Linked DNA regions of Sus scrofa: region 2 is linked to region 1. A link is a contact called in public HiChIP or PLAC-seq data. All regions are on one chromosome and are shown on one strand. The core of a region is the stretch at or near the end of the contact, and the rest is flanking DNA. Distances in the headings are between cores, read along the strand shown. Region 1 overlaps FOXO3 (forkhead box O3). Region 2 overlaps LOC106508915 (a long non-coding RNA gene).

Evidence for each region. HiChIP or PLAC-seq counts read pairs in DNA pulled down with a chosen protein or histone mark.
Region 2: an H3K27ac HiChIP or PLAC-seq map of skeletal muscle shows a contact between it and region 1. The contact joins two enhancer-like sites. A contact is called at or near these places in 4 of 47 Hi-C or Micro-C datasets (mesenteric adipose tissue, omental adipose tissue, retroperitoneal adipose tissue and 1 more) and 1 of 2 datasets of contacts at active chromatin or transcription factors (skeletal muscle).

What each region holds. Positions count from the first base shown.
Region 1 is chr1:74,645,505-74,649,969 of Sscrofa11.1, forward strand. The region is part of intron 1 of FOXO3 (forkhead box O3); the gene reads left to right. Among named protein-coding and RNA genes, the nearest start is that of FOXO3, 18 kb to the left of the region's middle. Within about 2 kb of position 2,302, at least 8 of the 83 cell types and tissues checked have an H3K27ac peak or open chromatin away from gene starts, as enhancers often do. A contact at or near this core is called in skeletal muscle, where this site is marked.
Region 2 is chr1:74,781,665-74,786,540 of Sscrofa11.1, forward strand. All of the region lies in intron 1 of LOC106508915 (a long non-coding RNA gene), which reads left to right. Among named protein-coding and RNA genes, the nearest start is that of ARMC2, 140 kb to the right of the region's middle. Within about 2 kb of position 2,682, at least 17 of the 83 cell types and tissues checked have an H3K27ac peak or open chromatin away from gene starts, as enhancers often do. A contact at or near this core is called in skeletal muscle, where this site is marked.

The DNA of each region.
Region 1 (4,465 bases), core at 1,052-3,551:
TTCCTAGTTATTAACTCCTCTGGGGGGAGAAAAAATAGTACCCTTTTAAAAAGGGTTTCCTGATATGTCCTTTGGACTGTTGCCACATCTTTGGCAATTGAGTATACCTCCTTGATTATCTAACTGTTTCTGATTTTTGAACCTGAAACTACCGATGTTGGGTCGATCCTTAGATCAGTCTCAGAATCTAAGAGACTCAATTTTACTTTTCCCAGCTGCTCTCCCCTTCTCTTCTCTTTTGTGTCATTAGACATTATCTAAAGGGGTCTTACTGCCCTTCTCTCTTTCCCAGTACCCATCGTCTCTCATCTTTCTCCTGCATCAGTAGTTTTCAGCCTCAACTGCCTCATGGGGGAGCTTTGGAAAACACAGGTATCTAGGTCCCATCCTAAACCAGTTGGGTCAGAATCTCTAGGTATGGGCCTGAGCATCTTAGTTATTTACTTATCTATCTACCTACCTACCTATCTGTCTATCTTTTTAGGGCCGAACCTGTGGCATATTGGAAGTTCCCAGGCTGGGAGTCATACTGGAGCTGTAGCTGCCAGCCTAAGCCACAGCAACATGGAATCCAAGCTGTGTCTGCAACCTACACTGCAGCTTGTGGCAATGCTGGATCCTTAACCCGCTGAGTGAGGCCGGGGGTGGAACCTGCATCCTCATGGATACTAGTCAGGTTTGTTACCGCTGAGCCACAAAGGGAGCTCCTCTATATATTTTTAAAGCTCCCAGGTAGTTATATCGTATAGTTGGGGGTGAGAACATTGTCTTAGAAAATTTAGAACGTTTGTCTGTGGAAGTTACTAACAAATTTAGTAATGACTTTGAGGCCTATTTCCACCCTTTTTCTCTACAAGGAGATTAGAAAGTGGAGTTTGCCTCCTAGAAGCTCCATATAAAAAGGGGTGTTGTTGGGAGTTTCCTGGTGGCTCATCAGGTTAAGGATCCAGGGTTTTCACTTCTTGGCTCAGGTTCGACCCCTGGCCCAGGAACTTCTGTATGCCATGGGGCATCCAAAAGAAAAAAAAGGGGGGGGTGCTGTCATAGTGGAATCTAAGAGAATGATTGGCTTCTGAGGCAAAGATGTCATTATTTAATAAACGATTTAACTACAATATCCTCTGTACTTTCTTTTGTTATAAATGATGTGGCTTCTTTAGTTTTCAACTCGCACTTGTTTTTCTAGTCTCCACTGGACCCTGGATAACTAATTTTGAAGTTTCCAGGAATTTGTAATAAGAGATGGTGCTATTTCAAGTCATTGCATAATTCTTGACATCTGAGACGCATAAACTCACTATCCCTCTTTTGTGCAACCTAATCTGATATACTAGAGGATTCTATCATGTTCCAATGCATTAATTTCTCAAAGCATGGTCTCCATACCAGCAGCATCACCTAGGAACTTGTTGGAAATTCAGGTTCTTGGGCCCAACCCTAGATGTATTGAATCAGAAACTCTGGACCCAGCAATCCGTGTTGTCAGAGGCCTCCAGGTAATTCTGCTGCAAGCTGAAGTTTGAGAACCACTGCTTTTAGTCATTTGCTGAGTCTGGAATTTTTCTGGGGACAGATTCGAAATCAAAAATCAAATTTCTCACGCCATTTTGACTTCAGAGGCCTGAAGAGTGGGAAGAGATGAACAGAGAACTTGCAGTGATATCTGTGGAGATGTAACAGAGTTCTTGGCCCTAGACAGACAGTGTAGACTTTCCATAGGTCCTTGTTGCCATGTAGCTTTCTGTGTAGTCAAGGGCACCAGCACCCCCGCCCCGTCCCCCACCAAAGGATCCTTTCAGGTGCACAGAGGAAGCCAAGTGTTCATCCCAGTGCATGTACTGTGTTCAGAGGACTTGTGTTTAGGTTGGATTCTTGTCATTTTGTGATCTCTTCTCCTCGTTTGTTTTGGTCTTGGGGGAACATTTCCTGGTTTAAGACCAGCATCGGATAGGGGGTAGTTCCCTGACTCATCTGCAGACGGACGTGGGACATGTGGGAGAGAGATAAGATTAAAATGTGCTGGGTGTAATCAGTGTGAGAGGGCCAGTGACGTGAAGGGGAAAGTGGTGCTGCTTCGTGTTGAGGGCAGAGGCGAGGCAGTGGTGAGGAGATGGTGTTCACCTTGGCCTAGAGTCTTAATGACGCGTGGCCTCTCCCACCACAAGGCGAAGCCGGGTAAAGATGCAGACACCTTATTGCTGCTTATCAGTATCATTGGATTCTGGAGTCCATTAAACTGGGCCTCTTGAGTAGCCATATCAAACTTAGCTGATGGCTTTAGGAATATAAATAGTGCCAAGAACAGTGGGTTGGCCAGGTCTTGAAAGTTCATTTCAGGACCTTCTAGCAGCTGCTTCAGGATGTTGCCTGAGATTCGTGAATAATCTTATATCTGACGGAGTGAGAAAAAAAACCAGGGTGAGTTTGGATTACAAATTTTTCAGCTATTAGTAGTATACCTTTTCCTCTGTGAAGCCCTATCCATGACCACATGAGCTTCAGAGGGACAGTGATCTGTGTTTTCTTCCTGGGGATGGAGAGGGCAAGCAAGTCACTCTCCAGGATTCACCACGATTCTTGGAAAGGATCAAGAAAGCAGGTTTAGGGGTTGGAACATCAGAAGGTTCACGCAGTGGTGGGGAAGCTGCATTGACAGACTTAGGTCTGGGGCCAGAATGTGGAGGAGAGTCCTAGCTGTGCGTCAGTAATGCTCTCAGCAGCGTTTAGAATTGGACTTCAGGCGAGTGCTCAGCCTTTTAAAGAAGGCGGAAGTCATTCAGCTTGGTGAGATCTTGAGTGCCCGTGGTGGTGACATGCTCCCCAAAGCTGCCACTGCCCACAGATGAAATGACGCATGTCAGTTCGCATCCATTTTGGGTTTCCTGAAGGATGGGCTGCTGCTTGCATGTTTGGGGGAGTGGGTGGGGTTGGTGGTGGTGATAGTGGTGTTTGTTGAAAAGAAATCTGGCGTTAAGGATGCATTTACAGAGGAGTAAAGTGCCTTATGGAACAATCAGGCTCAAAAGAAAAAGCCTGCCTGGCAGCCATGAAGAAGGCCTGGCTTCCAGCCCAAGGATCAGAGGGATCCGAGTCTTTGGCTCCCATGGCCCAGTTCTGAAGATGGAAATAAGGGACATCAATATGCTCAACCATTCTTTAGAAATCCCCTCCAGGAGTCTGTAGAGGAGGCTTTTGGTTTGGGGGAGAACTGCCCTGGGCCCTTAGTTATATGGGGAAGGTTGTGGGTGACATTAGGAAGCTTTTATCCCCTCCCCTTCAAAAAAGGGCAAAAGCAATTATATCTTCTCTGCATTGGAGCAAATGGGTGTGATAACACTCATAGCCTTCGGCTGACTCTTCCTTTTCATGACTGTAACTAAAAGCTACTGGTTTTTTTTTTTTTTTTTTTTTTTTTTTTCCTTTTGCCTTTTCTAGGGCTGCTCCCAAGGCATATGGAGGTTCCCAGGCTAGGGGTTGAATTGGAGCTGTAGCCACCGGCCTACGCCAGAGCCACAGCAACGCAGGATCTGAGCCGCATCTGCGACCTACACCACAGCTCACGGCAACACCGGATCCTTAACCCACTGAGCGAGGCCAGGGATCAAACCCACAACCTCATGGTTCCTAGTCAGGTTCATTAACCACTCCGCCACGACAGGAACTCCTAAAAGCTACTGTTAATGAACATTTATTATGTGCCTGGCACTGCTGTGGGTTTTATGCACATCAGCTCTTCTTTATGGATGGGAAATCGGAGGTCCAGGGTGTTTATGTGACAGGGTCAAGGCCATGCACTTGGTAAGTGATAGAGGTGGGACTACCTCTATCAGCATATCTTTCTCTACTTTGACTAACTAAACTCCCAAATCAATAATTAACCCATTAGGGATTAGGGATTTTGATTTTATAAAACTGCCTGAGCCTTTCCTTGGCTGTTCTGTCCTACCATATCTCTCATTTTGGCTTAAAAGCGCAAGGAGGGGAATTGGCACGACCTTCTGTTCAGGTTGAGGCAGGTATGTAATACCTGGCTGGGTGCTCTTTCAGAACCCAGGAGAACAGACTTGAGTGTGTGGTTGTAGATGAGCATCCACTGTGAACAGAGAGGGCTTTTAAGACTTGCATTCTGGTGAAATGTAATTATTCTTGGGGCTGAGGCTCGCCACATTTTCTCCAGGCTGTAAAGCAGATGTAAGTGATAGTCCTTGCACTCCTCATCCCCACCTGAAAAAGAAGAAATCACCTTTCCTTCTTTGTTGGTGCAGCATAGGCCATTTATTTACTAGCCACTGCAAGTGCCTGCCAGCTGCATTTAGATTAAATGTGGGTCTCACCCTAAACACCGTGTTGTCCAAATGTGAGGGGCAGGCCCAGCAGGCTTGTGACTTGTCCTAGTGAGTGGAAGCGAAGGGCAGGTGTGTGTCACGAAGCCCATGGTCCCAGCCCCGTGTGCTATTGGGTATTT
Region 2 (4,876 bases), core at 1,432-3,931, 140 kb after region 1:
AACTCCCAAAGATATCCATGGCCTAGTCCCCTTAACCTGTGAGTATATTACCTTAGTTTGTAAAAGAGATTTTGCAGATGTGATTTAATAAAGGATTCTGAGATGGAAAGATTATCCTTGATTATCCAGATGAGCTCAACCTAATTATAAGGGTCCTAATAAGACGGAACAAGAGGATCAGAGTCAGGAGATGTTATGATGCTGGCTTTGAAGATACAGGTAGGGGGCCACATGGAGGTAAAGAAGTGGAGGTGGTTGGGAGTTCCCATCGTGGCCAAGTGGAAACGAATCCAACTAGGAACCATGAGGTTGCAGGTTTGATTCCCTGACCTCGCTCAGTGGGTTAAGGATCCAGCGTTACCATGAGCTGTGGTGTAGGTTGCAGACGCGGCTTGGATCTTGCATTGCTGTGGCTGTGCTGTATGTAGGCTGGCGGCTACAGCTTCGATTGGACCTGTAGCCTGGGAACCTCCATATGCCATGACTGCGCCCTCCACCCCCCAAAAAAAGAAATGCAGGTGGTCTGTAGAAACTGGTGGAAAAGGGATCAAAATAAATTCTCCCTTAGAAACCTCTAGAAGGAAACAGCCCTGCAGATAACTTGATTTTGGCCCAATGAGACTGATTTTGGACTTCTGTTCTCCAGAGCTACAAGAGAATAAATATGTGCTGTTGGAAGCCACTAAGTTTATGGTAATTTGTTACAACAACAATAGGAGACAAACACATGGTCAGAACACCAGTTCCCTCTTGGAAGGAGAGGAGGGGTGCGTTGCCAGGAAGAGGGCACAGGCCTCTTTTCTGGAGCTGATGAGGTTCTATTATTGATCTGGGTGGTAGTTACACAAGCATAGTTATTTGATGAAAATGTATGATTTGTGGACCTTTCTGAATATATAATTCCATAAAAATTTATATATTGAAAAAAACCCACCAAAATCCTTACGGGGAGAGTATTTTACATTCTCCCACTACAGCCAGCACAGATTTGGCCAAGAAGAGGCCTGTAGCACCTGTAGCCATGAAGGTGACTCCTAAAACTTTTTTTTTTTTTTAAAGAAAAACCTATTGGGGAGTTCCCTTCATGCTCAGCAGTTAATGAACTCGACTAGGATCCATGACAATGCGGATTTGATCCCTGGCCTCGCTCAGTGGGTTAAGGATCCAGCGTTGCTATGAGCTGTGGTGTAGGTCGAAGATGAGACTCAGATCCTGCATTGCTGTGAGCTATGGTGTTGGCTGGCAGCTGTAGCTCCAATTCAACCCCTAGCCTGGGAACCTCCATATGCCTAGGGTACAGCTCTAAAAAAGCAAACAAACAAACAAACAAAAACAACAACAACAACAACAAAACAGTTTTAGTTAAATTCAAAGGTGTTAGATCAATAATTGGCTATTGAAGAGAAGCAGGATGGCTCTGGCCTTTAACGTTGACCTCCATGAGGACAGCCATGTCCCTGCACTGTGGGTGGACTGTGGGTCTGAGTCAGCGTAGCCATTGCTAGGTTATGAGGAGGAAGCAGCCCTGGTTCAGAAGCACAGGCTTCTCAGCTACCAGATGCAGGCTCTGAGCATCCAAGCATCAGCCTCACAACTACTCAGTTAATAATATCGCTAAAGACCATGTGGTTGTCTGTGGGAGCTGTCAAGGTCATAAAACCTAACATGATCTGGGAGCTGGTGACCTCATTGTCCCCAGCTTTTAGTTCCATATCTGCCCTCACCCACTGTGAGAGAGCAGGTGTTGGGCACGCCACTCCACCCATCTGAACTTTGTGCGTGGGGAAGCTACCACCACCCATACAGGGTTGTTTTGGGAGATGAATAAGAGGGGATATGAGGAGTTCCTGTCATGGCTCAGGGGTAACGAAACTGACTAGGATCCGTGAGGACTCGGGTTCGATCCCTGGCTTTGCTCAGTGGGTTAAGGATCTGGCATTGCCCTGAGCTGTGGCGTAGGTCGCAGATGCAGCTCAGATCCCATGTTGCTGTGGCTGTGGTGTAGGCCGGTGGCTACAGCTCCAATTGGACCCCTAGCCTGGGAACCTCCAAAGGCCTTGGGTGCGGCCCTAAAAAGACAAAGGAAAAAAAAAAAAGGTTTTTTTTAAGTACCTGACCCAGAGCAGGTTTTACCACTACACCAGCCCATCCCCTGCCCTTCCCTTCCTGAAGCCCCACTCCCACTGCGCACATACAGAAACAAGCTTAAGCTTTTCCTTGGGTCTCTGGGGCAGCTGGGGTGCTTGGCTTTGCCTGCTCTGGTTTGTCTGAGCCTTAGGTCAACACTTGTCTTTCCCAATTTCAGGCTGTTCTTTCTGCCCAGGCAGGCCAGTCCATGAACGCCCAACCTCCCTCTCCTTCATAGTTTGACTCCTACTCATCCTCAGGCCTCCATGGACAAGCCATTCCCTCAGAGGGATCTCTCCTGACCGATGAAATTAATTTAGTTCACTCGGCTCTTCCCTCTCATGACATTCTATTTTTCTGCCAAGATGCCCTCATAATTTGTCTTTCCATATCTATGAGTGGACTTATTTATCGAGCGATTGTCTCCCTAGTAAACCATAAACTCTGTAAGGGCAGGGCCAGTGTTTCTTTTTCTCCCCCAGCCCTGTGGTTGTTTGCAGGGCAGGCGTTCCATCAACGTGCACGGAAAGAAAGACACAAGGAATGGACCAATGAGTGTGGCTGCTCGCAACAGAGCTTTTGACTCTTGGAAACCTGCCTGGCTTGAAAATAACTCCAAGCCCAAGCAAAACTTAGGAAGTGTAATTTGAAGCAGCAAATTGTGTCTTGAACCTGTCAGTGCCAGTTCTCTGTTTTGATTTGTTTTTTTACTTCTCGGATTCAGAGTGACCTCGCCAGTCTCGACTCTACGGGGACACGTATTTCCCCCCCCCGTATTTCCCTTCTGCCCCGTAATGAGAGGCTGCCTGGGGGCTTGCTGGGCTGTGGTTTAAGAAGTCCACAGGTGGCTTCCCCTTGCTGCGGCCGGAGGGACCGTTCTGGAAGGCAGGACTGCACCCGCCTTCCCCTGCACGCTTGGCCGGAAGGTCAGATGGGGCACACGTGGTCTTCCGGTCCTGTTGGAACAGACTGACTGGTTTCTTGTGTTTTGGGCCAAATTCATTCTTACAGGAAGTAAAGCAACCCCCAAAGCATTTCTATAGTAAAGCTGGTAACAGTGCCCACCCGCTCGGCCCCCCATACTCCCCCTGGTCCGTTTTTGCCGCTTCTTGTGCACCCCAGGCCTGGATGGGTTTTCTCTTCCCAAGCCAGCTCTGTGGTTGTTTGGCAGATGGGCCCTGGGGGCTCTGGAGCTGTGGTGGCTGCAGGAAGAGAGAGCTCAGACTTACAGTCAGGCCCAGCCCCCTCTGTGAGCTCAGGCCTGTGCCCCTCCCTCACACAAGCACCTGTCAAATCCCCATCTGGGGCCTGCTTTGGAGAAGCCAGCCTCCCCTCCTACCCCCCCCCCCCCCCCCCGCACTTTCTTTCAGGGGCAGGGCTGGGAAGCCAAACACGGGGAAGGCAGGAGGGAACAAAAAACCCAAAGGAATCTGAGAGGAGCTGTACAGACCCTGTTCCCCTGCACCCCACCTTCAGGTTCAGCCCCTCTCATCACGGAGTTTTCGTGGCGGAGATTGGTTGCAATTTTTAGGGAAAATGTACAAGAGGTGAGTTAGTTGGACAATTGACAGCCCTCGCCTGCTCCAGCGAGACTGGAGGCAACTGATATGTCTGCAACCCTCCTCCGCCCCGCACCCTTGCCGGCTGGCACCTCTACTGGTTGCTCCCTTGACAGGGTGACCCAGGCCTTCATCTGTGAGGAGTCTGAACCCTGGTTACCAGGGCCGTGCCGGCTATGATTGCCGGGTCATAGTTGACACTGGGTGTGGGGGCAAACTGAAGCAGCCCTGAGTTCAGTACCTACTCCTGCCTGGCCCATGGTAGGAAGTTGAGGGCCTCCTCCTAAGGAGCAGCATTCATCATCCTGCCAGCACGGCAGCTCCTTTCTTTGCCTGATGCTCTACAGTGTGAGAATCCCCCAAATGACCAGATGGTTGCCCTAGATTTAGGTTGGATGGACTCTTCTTGTGTCCCTGCTGGAAGTATCTCCCTTCTGGGAATTAAGCTCCCTAGAACCACAGAACCTAAAGGTGTAACAAGGGGAAGCACAACTCCCTCGAATGTATGTAGGTCGCTGGGAAAGATGGTGAACAGGGTCCCTCCCACTTCCACTGCCTGGCCTTTCCTCACCTGCATCTCCGGTTCCTGTCCCCTCGGGTGCACAGGTCTGGTCCCCAGCAGGGTTGGTCTAAAGCTGCTCTCTGTGACTCTGCTGAGACCTCCCCCTGGCTGGCCTTTCTCTCCTTCCCTGTTCTGCTCCCGTTACTGGTTACCTCTAGAAGCACCTCCTTGACAAATTACTTGTGCCCAAAAAAGTCTGCTTTCTGGGGAAGCCAACCTAAGACAGACCTGGAGGTCAGGGTGAGTGGGGTGAGCAAAGAGCTCTGATTTTGAATATTTGAAATGGATGAAAGCCAGGGAGTTTGAGAAACTGGATAGAACCTTGAGCTGCAAGTTGAGGGTCCTGCTGATTGAAATGGAAAAATATGGGCCCCCAGCCTTACCACGTGTCTGATGGGGATAATGCTTTAACTTTGAGCATTATGAAAAAATAACTCTCCAAAAGTGTTCATAGCACATTTATTTAGGTCTTTTTTTTTTTTTTAAATCTTTTTAGGCCCACACCCACAGCATATGGAGGTTCCCAGGCCAGGGGTTGAATCGGAGCTGTAGCTACCGGCTTATGCCAGAGCCACAGCAATGTGGGACCTGAGCCGCATCTGCGACCTGCACCACAGCTCATGGCAAC